Linked DNA regions of Sus scrofa: region 2 is linked to region 1. Evidence: chromatin contacts called from public Hi-C data. All regions are on one chromosome and are shown on one strand. The core of a region is the stretch at or near the end of the contact, and the rest is flanking DNA. Distances in the headings are between cores, read along the strand shown.

Region 1 (6,974 bases), core at 2,906-5,405:
GTCCGTACTTAGTGGTATTGTCACAATGTCAGTTTCTTAGTTTTGATAATTGTACTTTGATTTTGTAAGATGTTAACATCAGGGGAAGCCGGGTGAAGAATCCATGGGGAACTCTCCGGATTATCTGTGCAAATCTTTGTAAGCCTAAAATTATTTCAAAATAAGGTTTTGTTTTGTTTTTCTTTAGTGAAAACAGAAGTTTTTTTTTTTTTTTTTTTTTTAAGGCATCAGAAGGGTTGGAAAATAAAAATGAGAAACTCTCCCACATGGTAGAACAAAAAGGAAAAGAAGGAAAATGAGAGGTTCTTACAAGGGAATGCCCTTATTAATTAAGAGATCTAGAAGTAAGAAATGAAGAAACCATTATGGAAATAATACAAGAAACATCCCGGAACAAATTATGATTTTTGAGGTTGAAAGGATCTCTGAGTGCTCAACACAATAATGAAATCTGACTTACCAAGGCATGTCCTTGTGAAATTTCAGAACAGAGGAGACAAGAAGAAAATCCAAAACCACCGACCATGGCCACACTTTGGATGGTCTTGAAATCACCTTGAATCAAAAAATGTTTCCTGCCAGGGATCAGTTAAAACAGAAGCTTTCTTTCAGGGAATGCCTGTGAGGGTTGAGAACCACGGTCCTAAAAGCTTCCAAAGAAAAGAAAAGTAGATCACTTAGAAAAAGTCAGGAATCAGTATCACAACTTCCCAAGAGAGGCAGGGTAAACAAGAACCCCAGAACCCAGTGGAGCAATGCCTTCTGAAAGAAAATGTCTTCTCACCCGGAATTCAGATTTATTACCTAGACAGTCTGCTCTCAGCCAGCTACTTCTCCTCCTAATAATTCCACCTTGCCCTTTCCTATCTGTTGCACCCTTCAGAGTTCTTTTCCTTCAACCCCCACCCCAGCCATCCCTGACGCCAAATGGGTATTGTCTTGAGCTTTGACTCCAGTGACTGGTCTGGTTTCTTGTAGCGCTGTGTTTGATCCGAGCTCAGCGCAAATGGAGCCACATGGCATTCATTCGCTGTGCCTGCCGTGGGCATGAAGACTGGCAGACTGCAAAGTCCAACTCAGAGCCCACTTTCTCCACGGAATCTCAGATTGCTCCAATCCACCATTCGCCTTTCCCTTTTCTGAGTGCCTGGCACACTTAGAGTGATTTTCCTTCTTTGGCACCATGTTAATCTTCCCAGCTAGATGGAGAGTCTTCAAGGACAGAGATTGGGCCATCACTGGGCATTATTTTGTGTTTTTTCCCTGCACCGAGGGCCATGCTCTAGACACTGTAAATGCTCAGAATACATTTGATTGGTTTGTGGAGGTGAAAGTGAAGTGGAAAATGTGCCCTCTGCAGGTATGGAAGGAAAGCATTCCTCTGAAAACTTCCACCACCTTGATCTGACCTTTACAGAGCAAATTAACAGAGGCTTCTTCATAACATTTAATATCCTCCCCAGACATTCTTGTCTATATTTGGTCTTGGCATCATGAAATATTCAACTTTCAAAAAGGCCTACCTATACCAAAAAAAAAAAAACAAAAAAAAAAAAACAAAAAAACAAAAACCTGGGGTAATATTGACTTATAAATAAAATACATTCCCAGTTGACATAAGAGGAAATAGTAAAATATATTTGCCTCATATATCATTCTTGAGAAAGAACTGAAATTCTAACAAGAATGGACCTTGAAACATCCAGGGGATATTGGTTGGCTGTTGGGTATCAAAAATGCAACTAAAATGATTGATGATCACAGGATATTATATATTTATTGAGTAAAAAACAATGCATTTTCTGGAGTTCCTGTCGTGGCTAGATGGTTAATGAATCCTACTAGGAACCATGAGGTTGAGGGGTCAATCTCTGGCCTCGCTCAGTGGGTTAAGGATCCGGTGTTGCCATGAGCTGTGGTGTAGGTCGAAGATGCGGCTCGAATCTGCGTTGCTGTGGCTGTGGTGTAGGCCGGTGGCTACAGCTCCAATTAGACCCCTAGCCTGGGAACCTCCATATGCCGCGAGTGTGACCCTAGAAAATACAGACCAAAAAAAAAAACATTTTCTAAAAGATGAGGGGGTTTAGGTCCATTGAGATCAAGTGTGTTATAATGATGTACTTTTCATATTGGAACTGTACTTATTAGATACTTTAATATTTGTGATCATATAGTAGCAATTAAAATTAGAAACATCTGTGAGAAAAAAATTTCCTCAAGAATGTTAGTTTTTTGGTAAATATTTTTCTGAAAGGTAGGCTTTCCTACCTTTGGAAATTGTAGGAAATTTTACTCTTCCTTTGGAATTGTCCTTGCTTTCATCCTTTCTTGATGGTGCTAAGAATACTATCAGTTGTGTCTTTATTCACTATGAATGATTATTTGAAGACCTTTTTGTTTTCTTTTTTAAAAAATTTTTTTAAATTTTATTGGAGTATAATTGACTTGCATGTTGTATTAGTTTCAGGTGTACAGCGAAGTGAATCAGTCATACATGAAGACTTTTCCCTACAAAATATAAAATTATTAGTACACATACACTAATGTATATAAAATGTATATACCCTTACAATGTAACTCGTTAGCTTTGAAACCTATTATTTGTCTGATCATCCATAGGGCATATATATTTTACCACTTATAAAAAATATCCGGATTTCCCATTGTGGCTCAGTGGTAATGAACCCAACTAGTGTCCATGAGGACTTGGGTTCAATCCCTTGCCCCACTCAGTGGGTTAAGGATCTGGCGCTGCTGTGGTGTAGGTGGGTGCGGCCTTAAAAAGAATATATGTATATATCTCACTCTTGTATCTATGTTATTATGATTGCTTTTCCTTGTGTGTATAGCTCACTTACCCAGATCTTTTTTTTTTTTTTTTTTGGTCTTTTTAGGGCCGTACCCACGGCATATGGAGGTTCCCAGGCTAGGGGTCCAATTGAAGCTGTAGCTGCCCAGATCTTTGACAATAGATTTCACCAGCAGGTATTCATCAGGTAATATGTGACTAGCACATTGGTAAAAGGCATGTAAACATGTTACATTCCCAATAACTGTAAACAAATGAATATTAATACATGTATATAGATAACTTTCATATTAATTCAAAAATTGATATATATATATATTTTTTGGCTGCACCTGTGGCATGTGGGCATTCCCAGGCCAGAACCCATGCGACAGCAGGACCTGAGTCACAGCAGTGACATCGCCGAATGCTTAACCTGCGAGGCCACCAGGGAACTCCCCTAAATTTGTATTTTTAACATGGTGAATATTCAAACATCTAGGGGGACAGGATGGCTGGGGTCTTACCGAGGTAACTGAGGGCGCGGGAGCATTCTGAGGAGCCGTGACTCACACCTCATAGCGTTTAAGTGCTGTGCTCCGTGTGTCCTGCCTGCCATCGTGTGATTTTTTAAAGGGGTAGCATTTGTCCCCCGAGGATCCTGAAACATTATGTTCTGTGCTTCACATGACTGGTAACGGGCTCTATCCTGATAACTTTAAAAAATATGTTTATGATTCAGTGCCCAAATAGGCAATTCAGAGAGGAAGGATCATTGACATTCAGAGGGGAGAGGGGGGCAAGGGCTGCTGTGTTTATTTTGCCACGGTCAGTTTATTCTTTCCTCCCAGAGAGTTACGTAGCCCTAACCTTGACCCTCCAACAGTATGTTCAGCCACAAATCTCTGTTTGTGACCTTTGTTACCATTTATCAATATAAAGCATATTTATAAAAGAATGGAGTTAGGCATTTTCCTTTTTTTTTTTTTTTTTAACATGGTTTTCTGTATGGGGGGGTTGCTGAGGGGGCACTTCCCAGCATCCATCCCACACCAGATGAAAAGTCTGAGACAGGTGGGACAATTCTATCCCACATGGTCACACATGTGACCTAGTTCTCACCCGCGGGGATGAAACCTCTGGGAGAAGTTTCTTCTCCAAAGAGACTCAGAGAAAACTGCTGTAGCTACTCTGCTGCCAGCCAGAGAATGAAGCAAACCCGAGATGGCTGCGTGGAGCAGGAAAACACCCAAGACTTGGCTGACTCCAGGGGCTGATGCAATGACCCCGGCAGTGCGTTTGCGCCCCACAGCAGGTCTTCCATTTATGTGGCGGTCATAAATTTCCGTATTGGTTAAGCCATTTGAGTCGGAGTTTCTATTACTTGCAGCTGGAAGCATCCTCGCCGATAAACTATTCTTAAGAGGAATGACTCATGGGGAAAGAATCCTCCTAGCTTCTGATTAACTCTGGCCTCCAGAGATAATTATCTGGGCCATCAGATACATAAAAAATATGGAGGTCATAAGATTAAAATTATGGTGGTTACATTTAAGGAGAGGGTGGAAATATTGACTGGGAGGGGGCCTGAGAGGGGCTTCTGGAATGTTGGTACTATCTTGACCTGGGCGGTGGTTAAATGGGTGTTTACTTTGGGATAAAGGCATTGAGCTGTAGATTTATGATTTGTGTACTTTGCTGCAGGTAAGTTATACTTCAGTTTAACAAAAAGTTTACTAAAAAATATTATCTTGTAACTAGACCTCCAAACCATTTTATCTTGACTGAAAGGATATGAATGACATAATGTGGTCATTTATCAGGCCACCAAGCTAAGCTGTTGGGGTATGCTTTCTACAATAAATATCCTGAAGCTCATTTTTTTAAAGACCTCCTGTCCCTGCTGTGTGGCCACCCTTCTCTAATTTCAGCCAAAAGTGTGTTCCCTGAGGGTTCAGATGGGAAAAGCCTTGCAAATGAAGGACTTCATTAAGAATTCAGTCACAATGACTATTAAAAACCAGAATAAAAACTAACAGGATGGCATCCGTCCAGGTAGGGCTTTGTCAGGCAACACTCTCACAGAGGCATTTTTGTTACAGGAGGGTCCACTCACTGGAAACCACGAGTTTGGAGGATGCACGAACCTCAGGCGGTGTAGGTTGAGTCCTCAAGTTCGTGGAGAAGAGATGGAAGATGTTTAGTTAGCTGTTTTATGAGAGAAGATACATGCTTTGGGGACCAAATTATCTGGAAAAAAGAGTTGGCTCCATTGGAAGAAAACTGGCAAATTAAAGTTACCATAACCCAGGTTGGAGGGTGGAATTGGACATGGGGTAGCAGGTTCCTGTGACTCAGTCTCTATGAGGGAGAGGATTTGGAGAGTGATCACATGGGACTAAATGGGGAATCTGATTGGTTGTTGGCCAGACCCATGGAACTGAAATTTCTTAGCACTGTAGAGCCCTGGCCTGATCAAGGAGTTGGAGTCACATTGATCCACAGAGCTGGAAGCTCGGAAGAATGCAGGGACCTCTTTTTTTGATCTTTTTAGGGCCACACCTGAGGCTTATGGAGGTTCCAGGCTAGGGGTCAAATTGGAGCTGTAGCTGCCAGCCTATACCACAGCCACAGCAATGCAGGATCTGAGCTGCATCTGTAACCTACACCACAGCTCATGGTGATGCTGGATCCTTAACCCACTGAGCAAGGCCAGGCATCAAACTCGCGTCTTCATGGATGCTAGTCAGATTTGTTTCTGCCGAGCTACGACGGGAACTCCCATAATCATTTATTTAGTTATGTTCCGCCTCACATTTCAAGGTGCTTGCACGTTCAATATATCCTCACTAAACCTTGTGAGGTGGGTGAGGCAGGTATGATCATAAGAGATAGTGACTAAGAGAACAGGCTTTAGAGTCAGACCAGCCTGTGTTTGAATCCCATCTATCTTACCTGCAGAGGATGTTGTGAAATTGACTCAGCCTATGTTGGTGGTTCTCACCTCCAGCGGCATTGGGCAACATACAAAGACGTTTCTGATTGTCATAACAGGAGGAGGGCCATTAGCATCTAGGGGGTGGGGTAGGGGCCAGGGATGCTGCTAAACATCCTACAATGCACAGGACGGCCCCTTACCACAAGGAACTGTTCAGACCAATGTGACAGCAGTGCTGCCATTGAGAACCCCTGGACCCCATCTGATTCTTACTCTCTTCATCTATGCAGTGGGGATATTGACAGTAAGTCATCTGGTTGTTAGAGTAGGCGAAATAACAGTTGACGTTTGGTTGTCTGTCCTTCCACTCTCCTCACTGTTCTAAGAGTTGCCCTCTAGGACTATATATCTTCACAGAATTTAATTTCCGTAGGCTGACTGCAAACCCTATAAGGTCTCCATAGTTTCATGATGTCGGTCCCCCGTAGGCATTTTGTGTAGTATGACTCTGTGTCTGCCACAGTTGATTGGATCAGGGGTTGGCCTCAGGATCCAAGCTAGAGCCGGAAGAATTCTCTTTCCAAGGAACTTGGTGATTTGTGCTGAGAGATGCCAGGCTGAGTCTGGCTGGTGCCTTGAATGGAGAAGATATAAACCTGGGAGTTGTGGGTGGTCACTTTCTCACATGTGAATGGGAGGCAGAGACAGTCAGTTTATAGCAGAAGAGAAGAATGCAGCAGGTACAGAGAGAAAAGCAGTAACAGGAGACAGAGTCCTGAGTATGGTCCCTGCTGCCCCCTTGCCCTTAGGTTCTAGAGGCCCTTTCTGCATCCATGTCATACTTTTTTTGTTGTTGAAAAGTAGTGATTTTTATTTTTTTTATGCCATACTTTTTTTCCCCTTTTTAAAAAATTGTGTACCCCTGATATATGGAAGTTCCTGGACCAGGGATTAAATCTGAGCTGCAGCTGTTGCAATGCTGGATCCTTTAACCCACTGTGCTGGGTCGGAGTCAAACCCATACCTCTGTAGTGACCCAAACCAATGCGTCAGATTCTTAACCCACTGTGCCATGGAGGGACCTCCCATGTCATCCTTTTTGCTTATATTGGCTTCCCTTAGGTGTTTTCTTGTGCTCAAGGGATACATTACTGATGTCTGATGACATATGTAAAAGCACTTAGCATGGAGACTAGGAGTAGTAAGCCCAGAATCAGTGGCAGTTATTATAATCATTCCCATTTTAGA
Region 2 (6,974 bases), core at 2,969-5,468, 79 kb before region 1:
TAGAAAAAATATGGAGGAGTTCCTTCGTGGCGCAGTGGTTAGCAAATCCGACTAGGAACCATGAGGTTGCGGGTTCGATCCCTGGCCTTGCTCGGTGGGTTAAGGATCTGGTGTTGCTGTGAGCTGTGGTGTGGGTCGCCGATGCGGCCCGGATCCCAAGTTGCTGTGGCTGTGGTGTAGGCCAGTGGCTGCAGCTCCGATTAGACCCCTAGCCTGGGAACCTCCATATGCCGCAGGAGTGGCTCAAGAAAAGGCAAAAAGACCAAAAAAAAAGAAAGAAAAAGAAAAAATATGGAAGTATGTTCCCTAAAATTGTTAATGACAGTTATCACTGGGAAGTATGATTGAAGGGAGGCAGATTTATCTTTTCTTTTTAATATCCTTTCATGCTCTTTAAGCTTTTTAACTTAAAGAGATATTCGTTTTATAATTTTTTAACAAAAAAAGTCCATAAAACCTGGGGAGCGTGTGAGATTTTAAATTTCCAGCAGAGGGCAGCAGTGATTCTCGAATATTTCTGACGTCAGCACAGAACAGGATTAGTGTCCATGGTTTTCCAATTCCAGGCCCAAACACTGCACTTGGATCACCTTATCATAAAGGAACAAAGGCAATACCACCGAAAGCTTAAAATGCTGTAGAAAGTGTTGTGACAAAACAGTTGCTAAAGGGCTCTTTCTTCATTAACATCTTTACATTGTCTAAACTACCTTTTTCCTCTCTGGAGTTCCCAGTTTTCTTATCTGGTTTTAACAGGTTTTTTTTTTTGTTTGCTTGTTTTAGGGTTGCAGCTGTGGGCATATGGATTCCTAGGCTAGGGGTTGAATGAGATCCGTAGCTGCCAGCCTACGCGGCAGCCACAGCAATGCCAGATCTCAGCTGCTTCTGTTACCTACACTGAGCGAGGCCAGGAATCAAACCCGCATCCTCATGGTTCCTAGTTGGATTCATTTCCACTGCACTACAACGGGAACTTCCAGGTTTCAACAGATTTTAACTGTCTGTTAAAACCAAGACAGTTTGATGAGCTGATCTTAAAAGATCTCTTTCCAGTTCTAAAATTTTAGGGCTTTAAGAATCTAAATCATCATTAAGAAAAAACAAGCCCCAGTGCCCTCTGAAATTAATTAGCTTATCAAAGAATCTGCTTTACAACCCTCGGCTGATCAGGATGAGTTATTACTGGTTTATCTATAGTGCAGATCAAAGAATACTTTTGGGGGGGGTTGTTGGCATTTATTCACTTCACTGATGGAGAGAAAGGAGAACTCTCCCACCCTATGAAGGTTTAGCATGTGTGTAAAGGTCATAGGTCTGGTGTTTAGAAATTATACAAAGGCTTACGAAAGAATCTTCACTGGCTTGGCCAAATTAAACAGCAGGCAATTGTAGAGAAATAAACTCAAGTTAACGTTTAACCACAAGTCCCTTTTCTTGCAGCTTGGTCTTTCTCAATAGGATGGGGTCTGAGAAGGTCAGTAGGCCCACTAGCAAGACATTGGGCTCTTCTGGGAACCCACGCATCCACCCCTTGTTATAAATTTTAGGAGTTCCTGTCGTGGTGTAGCGGAAACAGATCCGACTAGGAACCATGAGGTTGCAGGTTCGATCCCTGGCCTCACTCAGTGGGTTAAGGATCCGGCGGTGCCATGAGCTGTGGTGTAGGTTGCAGATGCAGCTCGAATCTGGTGTTGCTGTGGCTCTGGTGTAGGCCAGCAGCTACAGCTCCAATTAGACCCCTAGTCTGGTAACCTCCATGTGCCACAGGTGTGGCCCTAAAAAGACAAAAATAAATAAATACATTTTATATGTGTGTATGTATATATATGTATATACATATATATAAAGCATCTGAATCATAAACTTTTCCAGCTATTTTTCATGCCTCAATAGGAGTTCTTTTTTTAGAGGACCCTTTATAAATTGTAAGCTTTTTTTACTTTTTAAACATTTGCCCAAGATTCCATCTCTAAAAGGCTGAGTCAGGTGTTCCCGTCGTGGCTTAGCAGTACGGACCCAACTAATATCCATGAAGATGTGGGTTCGATCCCTGGCCTTGCTCAGTGGATTAAGGATCCGGTGTTGCCATGATCTGTGATGTAGGTCAAAGACATGGCTCGGATCCCAAGTTGCTGTGGCTGTGGCGTAGGCTGGCGCTACAGCTCCGATTTGACACCTACTCTGGGAACTTCCATATGCTGCAGGTGTGGCCCTAAAAACACCAAAAAAAAAAAAAAAAAAAGGTGGCTGAGGCAGATTGGAGCCTGTCACTACCTGGCTCCAAGACCCTCACCCTTGACCATGGTCCTGTATGAAATGAGAGGGTTCACTTCATCTACTTGTTATGCAGAAGCTGTGAATAGCTGCAGGAGTTGTTGGGTTAAGGAAACAGGGTGAATGATTATTGCGTCACAAACCTCCGTCTAGCTCACATATATTAAGCACTCACTATGTGCTAGTCTCCATCAGAGGCTGGGGAAGGGAGGGAAAGAGTGTCAAGAGATGAATTAGACATGATCGTTGCACTTTAAGAGGCTTCTTGTTTTCGGAGTGAGGAGCTGACAAGTATACAAATAGAGCATGTGAAAAATAATAGGAAAACACAAATAAGAAAGAAGAAATCAGGAGTTCCCATCGTGGTGCCATGGTTAATGAATCCCACTAGGAACCATGAGGTTGCGGGTTCGATCCCTGCCCTTGCTCAGTGGGTTAAGGACCCGGTGTTGCCGTGAGCTGTGGTGTGGGTTGCAGATGCGGCTCTGATCCAGCGTTGCTGTGGCTCTGGCGTAGGCCGGCGGCTACAACTCCAATTTGACCCCTAGCCTTCGAACCTCTATATGCATGGGAGCAGCCCTAGAAAAGGCAAAAAGACAAAAAAAAAAAAAAAAAAAGAAAGAAAGAAAGACAAAATCAAAGCAGCATAGCAGGATGGTTAAATCCATGGGCTGTGGAGTCCAGTTCTTAGCCGTGGGACCTCTAAGCCTCAGTTTTCTCCTCTGTAAAATGGGCATAGCCTTTAGGTATTTGTTGTAAGGGTCAAATGATTTAATGTATTATTTAATTGCTTACCATTGAACCTGGCAGATGGAAAGATTTGTCAAAATGTATTGTTTGGGAGTTCCGTTGTGGCTCAGCTGGTTAAGAACCCAGCATAGTGTCTGTGAGGATGCAGGTTCGATCCCTGGCCTCACTTAGTGGGTTAAGGAGCTGGCATTGCCACAAGCTGTGGCACAGGTCTCGGTTGCGGCTTGGTTCCAGCATTAAGGTGGCTGTGGCATAGGCTGACAGCTCTAGCTCCAATTCGACCCCAACCCAGAAACTTCCATGTGCTGCAAGTGCAGTCCTAAAAAGAGATTTACAAAACAAAGGGATTGTTTGATAAAGCTTAAGCAAAATAAGAATCACATGTACAACTTCCTTTCTGGGATATTGGCGCCCCTTTCTCAAATTTTTCTGAATTCCCCCGCTCTGAGAGACTCACTGCCTTGAGACTTATTCTTTCCCCTGACATGGTTATCTTTTGATCCTATTAAAACGTCTCCAGGAAAGAAGGCTGTGGCAAAGGGGCCGCAGCCCCCCTGCACCACAAGCTTGGGCTGCATCACAGGGACGGGGAGCTGAAACTGGAGGTAGCCCCTCGTGACAGGCAGGCAGATCAGGAGAATAAACCTGGAGTGTCTGTCAGAGAGTGTTTAGGACCCACTGCCCGAGATTTTCATTCTGCTCCAAATTGAGTCTCATTACATCCTTTGCTAATGTTGGAATGTGACTATAATCATAGGAAGAGTTTCCCATGATTTTATCCTACAATCAGTTCCCCTCCCAACACGTGTATTTATTGTTTTCTCTCAAACACTGACTCACCACTGCCTTCATCCTCAGTCAAGGTCACTGCTTTGATATGCTACAGTGGCTGCCCCTTTCAGCCTTGGTGGGGTTGGGGGTGGGGATGGGGTGGGGGGGGTTCTTTCCTCTGAAATCCACTGCCTTCTGACTACTATGCCTAAATGAACACCTTCCTCTCAAACCTGGTAAAAACTCACCTCCTTCTAGAACCTTCCCTGCTGCATTCTTTACTTTTGCACTCCTGTTTGGTGCTACAGATGCGGTTGGGGTCGTTGGACCGTCGCCAGGCAAGTGCCCTTGTGTCTTTGTTCCGTGTGTGCAAGGTCTGGTTCTTCCCATCGGGGGCAGCATGCATCTGTGGAGAGCGCAGGGACTCGGCCACCTGGCGTGCGTTCACATAGCAGCACCACTCGTGAGTTGTCACATTCACTCTGGCTGTCCTTTGTCACCTTGGGACGGCTCCTTTATTCTCGTGTATTGTCATCTTCCGTCCGGGTTTCTCCAGACAGCTAGCTGTCCCTTCCCCACTCGACTTTAGTTCTTCCCAAGAGTGGACAGAGGGCCCTCTTCTGACTTCCCAAAGCACAGCCTAAGACCGTGTGTGTGCCCCACCATTTCCTGCAGTGAAGGGGACGATGACAGGCCCTTCCTCCCTGAATTCCTGTACGAAGGAAATGCGATAGGGCACGATCACAGAACTTGGCCTACAGCAAGTTGTGGCAGATCCTTTAGACTGACGGGTTTGCTCCAAATCCGGCCCGAACTCTTTCTAGCTCCCTTTCTGGAAAAACAAACACTCGCGATATTTCTCAAACTCCCTTGCAGCTCCAGTTTGGTTTGTGATTTAAATTCCACGGGTGTGAGATTTTAGAACTCTGAACTGTGTGGAGGGAGAGGCGGGTGTGAAACATCCATTTGGCTGCGGCTGATCGTGGCAAAGGCAGTGTGATTCTAGAACCAGCAGCTGGGATGACCGCTTAGCAGTTCTGAAGGCTTCTGGGTGGTGGCAGAGGCTTAGGCTGGCTTGTCAAGGAGTCCGCGGTGTAATTTTGGAGGTCATCCCTGGACATTTAGACTAGAGTCTATTTCTTAATTTTCATAGTGATCCTGTGAGCTAGCCATACTCTTGAATAAATCCCTTTTGCTTAACTTAGCACGAGTGAAACCATTGTTTGCCACTAAGAAAACTGAGCAATATTTAAGTTTTCGATAAATGTTAGCTTTCATTATTATTTTAAAACTTTGTTGGAGTTCCCGTCGTGGCTCAGTGGTGAATGAATCCGACTAGGAACCATGAGGTTGCGGGTTTGATCCCTGCCCTTGCTCAGTGGGTTAAGGATCCGGCATTGCCATGACCTGTGGTGTAGGTCACAGTCGCGGCTTGGATCCCACATTGCTGTGCCTCTGGCGTAGGCTGGTGGCTACAGCTCCCATTAGACCCCTAGCCTGGGAACCTCCATATGCTGCGGAACGGCCCAAGAAATGGCAAAAAAAGACTAAATAAATAAATAAATAAAACTTTGCTGAAGACTTGATAATGTCAAGAAAGGACATTTTTACACTAGCAACTGGATAAGACCATGTAAAATAATTTCTAGAGTAGCACTGTGCCAAAGAGCTTTCTCTGATGGTGGAAATGTTCTGTATTTGCCCCCAGTATGGTAGCCACTAGTTATATGTGGCCACTGAGCACGTGAAATGTGGCTACTAGTCACTGAGTTTTTAATTTGTTTTCATTCCCTAATATTTAAAATTACATACGTGCACACTGTTGGTGGTGAGCGTGTTGGACAGCACAGTCTTCGAGTGTCTCAGCCTTACCTTCCAGAAGGGTCATGACAGCCTTCTCTGTCTATAACCAAGAACGTTCATAGGTTCTTCCTCAGTCCCCAGTCTCAGGCCTCGTCTTGCTAATACGCAGAGATGCAATATGCCCACAGCAATGACAACTTTGACATGATAAGCTTAGGGACTCACTGCCCCAAATTCCATTCCAAGATTGCACTTTGGCTTTCTTTTTTTATTTTTATTTTTATTTTTGTCTTTTGTTTTTTTTAGGGCCCCCCCGAGGCACATAGACGTTCCCAGGCTGGAGGTCTAATTGGAGCTACAGCTGCTCGCCTACGCCACAGCCACAGCCACGCCAGATCTGAGCCGCGTTGGTGACCTACACCATGGCTCATGTCAACGCCGGATCCTTAACTCACTGAGGGAGGCCAGGGATGGAAGCCACAACCTCTTGGTTCCTAGTCGGATTTGTTTCTGCTGCACCACCACGGGAACTCCCATTTTGGCTTTTTATTCACAAAACCCAAAAGTTTATGAAAGAGCTTTTGCTAAAATGCAAACTTGTCTTAAGAGGCAAATCTCACCTTGCACTTAGAGAAAGAAAACCATGTATTGTATTAAAATATATATATGTGTGTGTGTATATATGTATTTCCCATAACATCTAAGTGTTGAATTTCCAAAAATATTGGGGTCCTGTGTTAGACAAGGAGTTCTCATACTTTGCTGCATATTGGCATCACTCTAATAAAGTAATTATTTGCCAGACACACTTCAGACCAATCAAATTAGCATTGCGAGAAGTGATGAAAGAAAACCAAAAACTTTATCTGCAACCCTCTAATTTTTTCAAAAAAAGAAGAATGTACTCCTATATTAACTAGTCGTTAAAGGTTAATAAAAATATAAGTACTGATAGGATTTTTAAAGGGATAATTTATTGCGAGATAAGAGAAATAATTATAGACCTGTTACTCAAAGCCAGACATTTTTGTTTTTCCATTTTGGTTGACTAGAGGCTCTTAGGAGACAGTAGTCATAGAGCCGTCATCCAACAACTCTAGGAAGCTTCTGGAATGCAGACATTCACAAAGAGTACAGATTTCAGTCAGGTTCCTCTTCCATAGTGCCCCCTTCACATGTTATGTGAATTCATCCAAATAATAAACCAGGAGTGTTTTGTAGACCTTCCTTCCCATGTAACCAAACAGACGGACAACCCAGGGGAAGCTGAGAAAAAAGATAAGAGGTGTCCAAGTTCAGTGTCAGATGGTCTTTTGATTATGCTCCCCATCCTTCCACTTCCCCACACACAGATGTTCCCTGTGCATGAACTTGGC

What was found. A called contact is a pair of places that touch in the nucleus more often than the background predicts.
Region 2: a contact with region 1 is called in a Hi-C map of skeletal muscle, with 4 times the contacts expected there. The contact joins two enhancer-like sites. A contact is called at or near these places in 5 of 47 Hi-C or Micro-C datasets (embryonic fibroblasts, liver, skeletal muscle and 1 more) and 1 of 2 datasets of contacts at active chromatin or transcription factors (skeletal muscle).

The regions. Positions count from the first base shown.
Region 1 is chr6:17,505,817-17,512,790 of Sscrofa11.1, reverse strand. No RefSeq gene overlaps it. Among named protein-coding and RNA genes, the nearest start is that of CYB5B, 49 kb to the left of the region's middle. Within about 2 kb of position 4,155, at least 16 of the 83 cell types and tissues checked have an H3K27ac peak or open chromatin away from gene starts, as enhancers often do. A contact at or near this core is called in skeletal muscle, where this site is marked.
Region 2 is chr6:17,585,160-17,592,133 of Sscrofa11.1, reverse strand. No RefSeq gene overlaps it. Among named protein-coding and RNA genes, the nearest start is that of TERF2, 17 kb to the left of the region's middle. Within about 2 kb of position 4,218, at least 26 of the 83 cell types and tissues checked have an H3K27ac peak or open chromatin away from gene starts, as enhancers often do. A contact at or near this core is called in skeletal muscle, where this site is marked.